Linked DNA regions of Nomascus leucogenys: region 2 is linked to region 1. A link is a contact called in public Hi-C data. All regions are on one chromosome and are shown on one strand. The core of a region is the stretch at or near the end of the contact, and the rest is flanking DNA. Distances in the headings are between cores, read along the strand shown.

Region 1 (4,351 bases), core at 762-3,261:
TGTAATCACAGCACTTTGGGAGGCCGAGGTGGGCAGATCACGAGGTCAGGAGATCGCGACCATCCTGGCTAACACGGTGAAACCCCGTCTCTACTAAAAATACAAAAAATTAGCCTAGCGTGGTGGCGGGCGCCTATAGTCCCAGCTACTCAGGAGGCCGAGGCAGAAGAATGGCGTGAACCCGGGAGGTGGAGCTTGCAGTGAGCTGAGATTGTGCCACTGCACAAAACAACAACAACAAAAATTATCCAGTTGTGGTGCTGCACGCCTGTAGTGCTCACTACTTGGGAGACTGAGGTGGGAGGATTGCTTAAGCCCAAGGGTTCGAGGCTGCAGTGAGCTATGTTTGTGCCACTGCATTCCAGCTTGGGACACAGAATAAGACTGTCTCTAAGAGAGAGGCAGATGGAAGGAGGGAAGGTTATAAAAACTTAGGCCATAAAAGTTTTGGGGTGGGTTTTTTATTTTTATTTTTTTTTTGAGACACAGTCTCGCTTTGTCACCCAGGCTAGAGTGCAGTGGTGAGATCTCAGCTCACCGCAACCTCTGTCCCCCAGGTTCAAGCGATTCTCTTGCCTCAGCCTCCCAAGTAGCTGGGATTACAGGTGCCCGCCACCATGCCTGGCTAATTTTTGCATTTTTAGTAGAGATGGGGTTTTGCCATGTTGGCCAGGCTGGTCTTGAACTCCTGACCTCAGGTGATCCACCTGCCTTGGCCTCCCAAAGTGCTGGGATTACAGGCATGAGCCACCGTGCCCCGCCTCAGTTTTGTTTTTTTTGGTTTTTTTTTAAAGAAAGTTCTACTTTTGTCTTTACTGGAAAAGTAAGAACTAGGAGTCAGATCTGATTTCAGGTGTGAACTTGGACAGTGACTGCCTGTGTGCCTTGCTTCACTCTAAATCTCTTTTTTCTTGGCTATGAAACTGGGACAGTAATAGTTACTCTGCCTTCCTGTAAGAGTCTTGGATTCTTAGACTTGTTCTGTGATTCCCCCTAAGATAATGTATATGAGAGGGCTTTGCAAATCAGGGTGCCATCCAAACATGAGGTATTTATAAAATAGTTTAGTAGCCAGGGGTTCAGTGGTGTTTTAATTTTCCTTTAGTTATTGGTGGCAATAGTCATTGTCACTGGTTCGCTTATATCAAATTGTGGTAATAGTTTTCTTTTTTTCTTTCTTTTTTTTTCTTTTTTTTTTTTTTGAGACAAAGTCTCTCTCTGTTGCCAGGCTGGAGTGCAGTGGCACAATCTTGGCTCACTGCAACCTCCACCTTCCAGGTTCAAGTGATTCTTCTGCCTCAGCCTCCCAAGTAGCTGGGACTACAGGCATCTGCCACCATGCCTGGCTAATTTTTGTATTTTTAGTAGAGACAGGGTTTCACCGTGTTGCCGGGATGGTCTTGATCTCTTTACCTCGTGATCCACCCGCCTTGGCCCCCCAATGTGCTGGGATTACTGGCATGAGCCACTGTGCCCAGACCGTGGTAACAGTTTTCAATCTGTGGTTAAATGAGGCTGACCTATTGTGTACAAGTCTCATCTGTAATTTTTGTTGGAGTATAGTGTGCATGGGGGAAGGTCTCATTTAAGTTCTGCCCATGCTTTCTCAGGAGTCTTAGAGTCAGTTCTGGTAGGCTGGAAAACCACATGATATAAAAGCATATGACCAAGGCCGCCAGGCGCATTTCACTGGCCCCTGAAAGCTGGAAACAACTGAGAGATCTTTGCCTCATTTATTGAGGCCCAGAGAGGGGAAATGAGAGCCAGTGTCACCCAACAGAGCTGGGACTGGAACCCGGGCCTGCTTGCTAGTATGTGTCAGGCCCCTCCCAACTTCGAGTGTAGGGAGAACTAGTATTTGAGCCGAGGTCAGCGAGGCTTATTCTTTCCATCACATCTCTGCCCCATCGTAGATGTTCTAACCATGGACTGCAAGTCAAGGTTGCCAGAGTGTGAATGAGCACAGCTCTTTGTGGTGGGTGGTTTACACTCTGGGTAAATCTCACTGGCATTCAGTAGTTCCAGACTATTCTGGCCTTGACTTCCCTTTTGACCTTCAGGTAGGTGGGCCCTGGAACAGGAAAGTACCAGGGAGGAAATGAGCCCAGAAACTGATATCCCTTTGTGGCACACTCTCATTCTCACTCGGTGCCAGGCCCCTTTCCTGCTCTATGGTTCCCCTTCATTTCCTGTCCCCTCTCCCACTCCTTCCCAGCCTTGGAGAACTGCTCAAATGTGTTGCATATACGTTTTTGGACTTCTTTTTTTTTTGAGACCTAGTCTCACTCTGTGCCCCAGGCTGGAGTGCAGTGGTGCAATCTCGGCTCACTGCAACCTCCGCCTCCCGGATTCAAGCAATTCTCGTGCTTCAGCCTCCTGAGTAGCTGGGACTATAGGCGCCCGCCACTATGCCCGGCTAATTGTTGTGTTTTTAGTAGAGACGGGGTTTCACCATGTTGGCCAGACTGGCCTACAATTCGTGACCTCAGGTGATCTGCCTCTCAAAGTGCTGGGATTATAGGCATGAGCCACTGCATCTGGCCTGATTTTTTTTTATATTTCTCTATTCTTATAGATAAGTACTGTTTATTGGTGTTGCATTTATTTTAAATTTACATAAAATATCCATAGACGTTGTTGTACATTTTTTACTCAGTAGTATCCCTTCTGCGATCTAGCCATGTGGCTGAGTGTGCGTCTCATTCATTGATTTTTACCTACTTCACAGCACCCCATGCTCTGTGTCCTCACATTTGACTGCTTTGGTCCTTTAGTGATGGACACACGCCTGGACTGCCTACATCTCCCTGCTACCCCAGCCAGTGCTGGCATGAACCTCCGAAGATCCCCTGTGGATCTGTGCAGCTTCTGAGCTGCAGCCCTGGAAGGAAGCACACTGTGCCATGGGTAGTTAATTTCTTTTGTTTTCTTTTGTTTTTTTTTTTTTTTGAGACAGAGTCTCACTTTGTCACCCAAGCTGGAGTGCAGTGGCACCATCTTGGCTCATTGCAACCTCTGCCTCCTGAGTGCAAGCGATTCTCCTGCCTCACCCTCCTGAGTAGCTGGGACTACAGGCATGTACCACCATGCTGGGCTAATTTTTGTATTTTTAGTAGAGACGAGTTTTCACTGTGTTGGCCAAGCTAGTCTTGAACTCCTGGCCTCAAGAGATCCTCCCGCCTCAGCCTCCCGAAGTGCTGGGACTACAGGCATGAGCCACTGCACCCAGCCATCAGTTAATTTCGTTAAAGGCCAGATTGCCTTCCAGTGTGGCATATAGGTTTATACATCTACCAGTGGTGCATACATAATAAGGTTTGCTGTTCTCCACATTCTCACCAATACTGACATCTTAATTTTTGCCAATCTGATAGATGTAAAGTGGTATCTTGCTTTATTTTGCATTTCTCTGAATATTGGTGATGTGGATTATCATTTTAGGGACTCATTAACCATTTCCACTTTTGTGGCTGCCTGTATTCTTTGCTTTTTTTTTTTTTTTTTTTGAGACAGGGTCTCACTACATTGTCCAGGCTGGAGCAGTGGCATAATCAAGGCTTACGGCAGCCTCAAACTCCTGAGCTCAAGTGATCCTCCCACCTCAGCCTCCTGAACAGCTGAAACTATAGGGACGCACCACCACTCCTGGCTTAATTTTTGTTTGTTTTGAGACTGTTTGTTTTGAGACAGGGACTCGCTCTGTCACCCAGTCTGGAGTGCAGTGGCACAGTCACGGCTCACTGCAGCCTTTGCCTCCTGGGCTCAAGTGATCCTCCCACATCAGCCTCCCAAGTAGCTGGGACTACAGGTGTGCACCGCCACACCCAGCTAACTTTTTGTATTTTTGGTAGAGACGGAGTTTCGTCATCTTGCCCAAGCTAATCCCAAACTCTTGGGCTCAAGTAATCTTCCCACCTCAGCCTCCCTAAGTGCGGGATTACAGGCATGAGCCACTGCACCTAGCCTCATAATAGTCTTAATATGTTCTATTAGGTTAATTCCTAAGGGGGGGATGGGAAGGAGTAGAGGAATTTAATGCCCAGCAGCCCAAAGGTGGACTAGTATCTGTGACGCGGTGGTTATGGGAATGGGTGCTTTGTCTCATTGGCCTGGGGTATTTGCAGACACCAGCCATAAAGGAGAGAGAAACGGGCATGACCCTGGCTCTTTCTCCTCACACATCCCTACTGCTGACTCCCAGCCCCCGCTACTCTGGGCTGCAGACTTCTCCTACAGCTATTTGTAATCGCTTTCTGCTTTCCTGGGAGTTCTGTGCTGTTTTCTCAGGTCCATCTACCTCATTCTTGCCTCTGGCTTTCCCAGGGTGGTTTCCGGGAACAAGCTGGCAGCC
Region 2 (3,742 bases), core at 759-3,258, 150 kb after region 1:
GTGGGGGAGACGAGCAGCTCTTGTGCAAGCTCCCGGCAGGCACCCTGAGAGGTGGCAGTCTGTGTGGCTGCCCTCCCCCGAGTCACCCTTGGCCTGGAACCTGGGATAGAGGAGAGCCCTCCTCTTCCCCCTCTGGTCAAGTAACCCTGTGCTTGCTCAGTATGCATGGGCCCTGCCATGTTGGGGAGAGGGGGATCAGAGGAGGTGGTGGTTTTCACTTTCATAGCTTGTTAAAGGAACACGAACTCAGAGAGCAATAATAAAAGCGAGCGTGGACTCGGGAGCATAACTGCCGATTAGAATTCATTGCTGTTGGCCAAAAGCCTTGAAAGACGCATGAAGCATGTAGATTGATAAGATCAAGCAGCCCATGTTAGAATGAACCACTGCCTGAAAACACAGGCCACGTTTCAGACATGTTTCAGAGTGAAAGGAATCATCAGATCACCACCACCTTCCAGGCAAAGCTGGAGGCCCAACATGATTTCCGCTTTGGGGTTGAAGCAACCATTGAGAAGTCAATGCAGCGATGTCACCCTCTGTGGCCACTCTGGGCATCCAGCATTGTGCCTTGCTCTGGCGGGTCCTGGAGTGAAGATGCCAGAACTCCCCAGACCCTCAAGAGGGTTCCAAAGGCAGCATGGAAAGGCAGTGTGGGACGGTGGTTGGGGCCACAGGTTGTGGAATCTGACCTGGTTCCCAGCCAAGCTCTACCACTTGACGCTGGGCGTGTGTTCTAACAGACAGGGTCTTCTGGTAAAAATGTGGACCCTTGGCCAGGCGCGGTGGCTCATGCCTGTAATCCCAGCACTTTGGGAGGCCGAGTCGGGCGAATCATGAGGTCAGGAGATTGAGACCATCCTGGCTAACATGGTGAAAGCCTGTCTCTACTAAAAATACAAAAAATTAGCCGGGCGTGGTGGCAGGTGCCTGTAGTCCCAGATACTCGGGAGGCTGAGGCAGGAGAATGGAGTGGACCTGGGAGGCGGAGCTTGCAGTGAGCCGAGATTGCGCCACTGCACTCCAGCCTGGTGACAGAGCGAAACTATGTCTCAAAAGAAATAAACAAACAAATGAGAGGCAGGCCCTGCCCCACAACCTCGCCAGAGGTGGAATGTTGCAATGAAGGCAGATACTAGATCAAATTCTGCCAGAAGTCCAGATATTCACTAGCAAGTAAGCACAAAGACAGGCAGGCACCTGTACCTGTCCATCCAGGGGATGGGGGCCCCAGGGCCCCAGGGGCCCTGCCCCTGAGCACAGTCCTGAAGCACCAGGCTGCTGCTCTTCCCTAGTGGTGCACAGTGCTGAGCTCCGAGAATCTTTCTAGCCAAGCATGTATCTTCACCACATTACACTTCTATGAAAAGGGACTTCTAACATCCTTTGTGTGGATAAAATCTGTGGTGTAGATTTTAATAAAAGTACATATTTAAAATGCTAATGTGACACCCCCTGGAGGGCTGATTCCTGACTAGACTGTTTCACACACTTGGGGACTGTCCCTGAGGCAGAGATCGGAGGTAATTTACATACCCACCCAATGTGCTGTTTCCACCGAAGCACTGAAAGTGAATCCATGCATGGGCGCCTTTCTTTGGAAATGCCAAGCTCTGGTTCAGAGGGCCGTTGTGAGGGTAGCTGGGGCAATGTTTCCAGCAAAGGGTGAGCTTGAATAGAGGTGAGCTGTTGGTGGAGGAGGCTCAGGTCTTTTCCAGCAGCCTTGGGCGTGGTGTCTACAGGGACCACGGTTCAGAAACCGTGTTGCTGAGGGCACATGATGGGTCATGATCCCTTGCTCTGCTCTGGGTCAGGCTAAAGCCTGTGCTGACTCACCCCCTGGCCCAGCCTGCGCTGGATGGCTTACTGTGGGCTGAAGCTCAGTAGAGGCACAGACCTGGCCACCTGCTTTATCAGGATGGCTCAGACTGGCTACTATTCCCTGGGTGTGATAGCACCGGTGAGTCCTCCTAGAGGAACCATCCTAGAGGTCCCATTTCTCCCCACCTCGGGCCTTCCACCCTGTCCCCACTGACCCTGCCAAGCCCCCAAACTCACATCTCCATGTTAGAAAGTATCTCCCTAAATCGTACTCCCCAAAGCCCAGCTCAGGGCATCCCCAGGCATAGAGAGGAGATGACAAGGAGAAGAGTAGGGAGTTGGGCTGGGAGTGGGAATGCGATGTGGATCCCTGCCCTACAGTGGCCCCCTCCTCCCTGCCGTCTTCCTGCCTAGGGAGTAGAGAGGCAGAAACTTACTCTCCAGGTTCATTGGTCTGGAGGAACTGGTTCAGGACAGTGGGCATGGAAAGGGGCTGGGAAGGCCCCCTGAGCTTAGGCAAAATGAGCTTGTGTAGGTATGGAAAAGCTTTCTACTTGTTCCCCTTATCTCTTTTTAGCTGGGCACAGGGCCATGTGGAACAAAGGACTACATTTCCCAGCCTCCCTTGTGGCTGTGTGGCCATGTGACCCAGTTCTATTCAATAGGATGAGAATGATGAGCATAACTTTCCCTCTCTTCCCTCTTCCTGCTGACTGGATGGAGGACTCTGAAACAAGCCTTCCTAGAACTGGGTTTTTGACCCAGTGTGGCATGGAGCTGCCACACCAGCTTTGAACCATTTACACTGGAGCTCTTAGGAGGAAGAGAGACACACATTTATCTTGATTAAGCCATCCTAAGTCTCTGTGTCAACAGACCAATTTATATTCTCCCTAATGTACCCAGTGATCTGCTGGGTCGCTTTCAATGACCTGATGCCACCTGCAAATGTTTGCATCTAAACTCTCAATGTTTGCCAAAGTGATTTAACAAACAACTGTACAGTGTCACGTGCTGGTGTAACTACTGCTTGCTCATGCCTTTCCAACCTGTCTTCTGCCTTTTCCCTCTTCCTGTCCCACTATGCCCTCCTCCTCCAAGGGCTCAGGAGACTGAGGGTCCTAGCCAGAGGGACTCCTGTGGGAAAGACTTTCTTTTGCAGAAGGACCAGGGACCTAGAGGCTCTAGGTTATTGAGAAGCCCAGGGCAGCCCCTGAGGACCGGGCCAGTTGGGTTTTCACTGGGTAACCACAGCAAGGACACTGGGCAGGCTGGCCTAGCGTTGAGCTCAGGAAGGATTCTGCCAGGGGTTTCAAGACTTGGGGACCAGACCTTTTCTTGTCTCTACAATTTCCTTCCTCAGAAATTGCTCCCTTCCTCCCAGAAACCTGAAATAAGCCATCCACATGAGCAGATCTTGGGGCTAAAAAAATATGAGAAAGAGTAAAACAAGCTTTTTTCAGAGAGTCAGGGAGAAGGGTGGGAAGAGTCCTTTTGGTATCATTGTCAGGTGACTGAGAGTAGGTCCTGTTTTAGTCACTGGACTGTTGGTTGCCCCCAGAGGTGAGGGGAAGTCTTTGTGATATTGTGGAGGGCCCACTTTATTCTTTGAGGATTCTGAAGACCCAATTCATATGTTGGGCATCAAGAGGCCTTCCTGCCTTAGAAGGGGCAGATCTGTGCAATGCCAGAGGCCCGAGCTGGGACCTGCAGGTGAAGGTGCAAGTGCTGGCCTGAAAGGAGGGAGAAAGGGAGCTCCTAGGCCAGATGCGGTATCTCATGCCTGTAGTCCCAGCACTTTGGGAGGCTGAGACGGGCAGATCACTTGAGGTTCGAGACCAGCCTGGCCAACATGGTGAAACTCCGCCTCCACCAAAAATACAAAAATTAGCTGGGCATGGTGGCGTGTGCCTGTAATCCT

Evidence for each region. Hi-C and Micro-C count contacts between places; a contact is called where the count stands out from the background.
Region 2: a contact with region 1 is called in a Hi-C map of an unstated tissue, with 2.4 times the contacts expected there. The contact joins two enhancer-like sites. A contact is called at or near these places in 3 of 4 Hi-C or Micro-C datasets (a lymphoblastoid cell line and an unstated tissue).

Annotation. Positions count from the first base shown.
Region 1 is chr8:106,221,525-106,225,875 of Asia_NLE_v1, forward strand. All of the region lies in intron 9 of GPR107 (protein GPR107), which reads left to right. Among named protein-coding and RNA genes, the nearest start is that of GPR107, 40 kb to the left of the region's middle. Within about 2 kb of position 2,012, the one cell type or tissue checked has an H3K27ac peak away from gene starts, as active enhancers do. A contact at or near this core is called in a lymphoblastoid cell line, where this site is marked.
Region 2 is chr8:106,366,628-106,370,369 of Asia_NLE_v1, forward strand. No RefSeq gene overlaps it. Among named protein-coding and RNA genes, the nearest start is that of HMCN2, 25 kb to the right of the region's middle. Within about 2 kb of position 2,009, the one cell type or tissue checked has an H3K27ac peak away from gene starts, as active enhancers do. A contact at or near this core is called in a lymphoblastoid cell line, where this site is marked.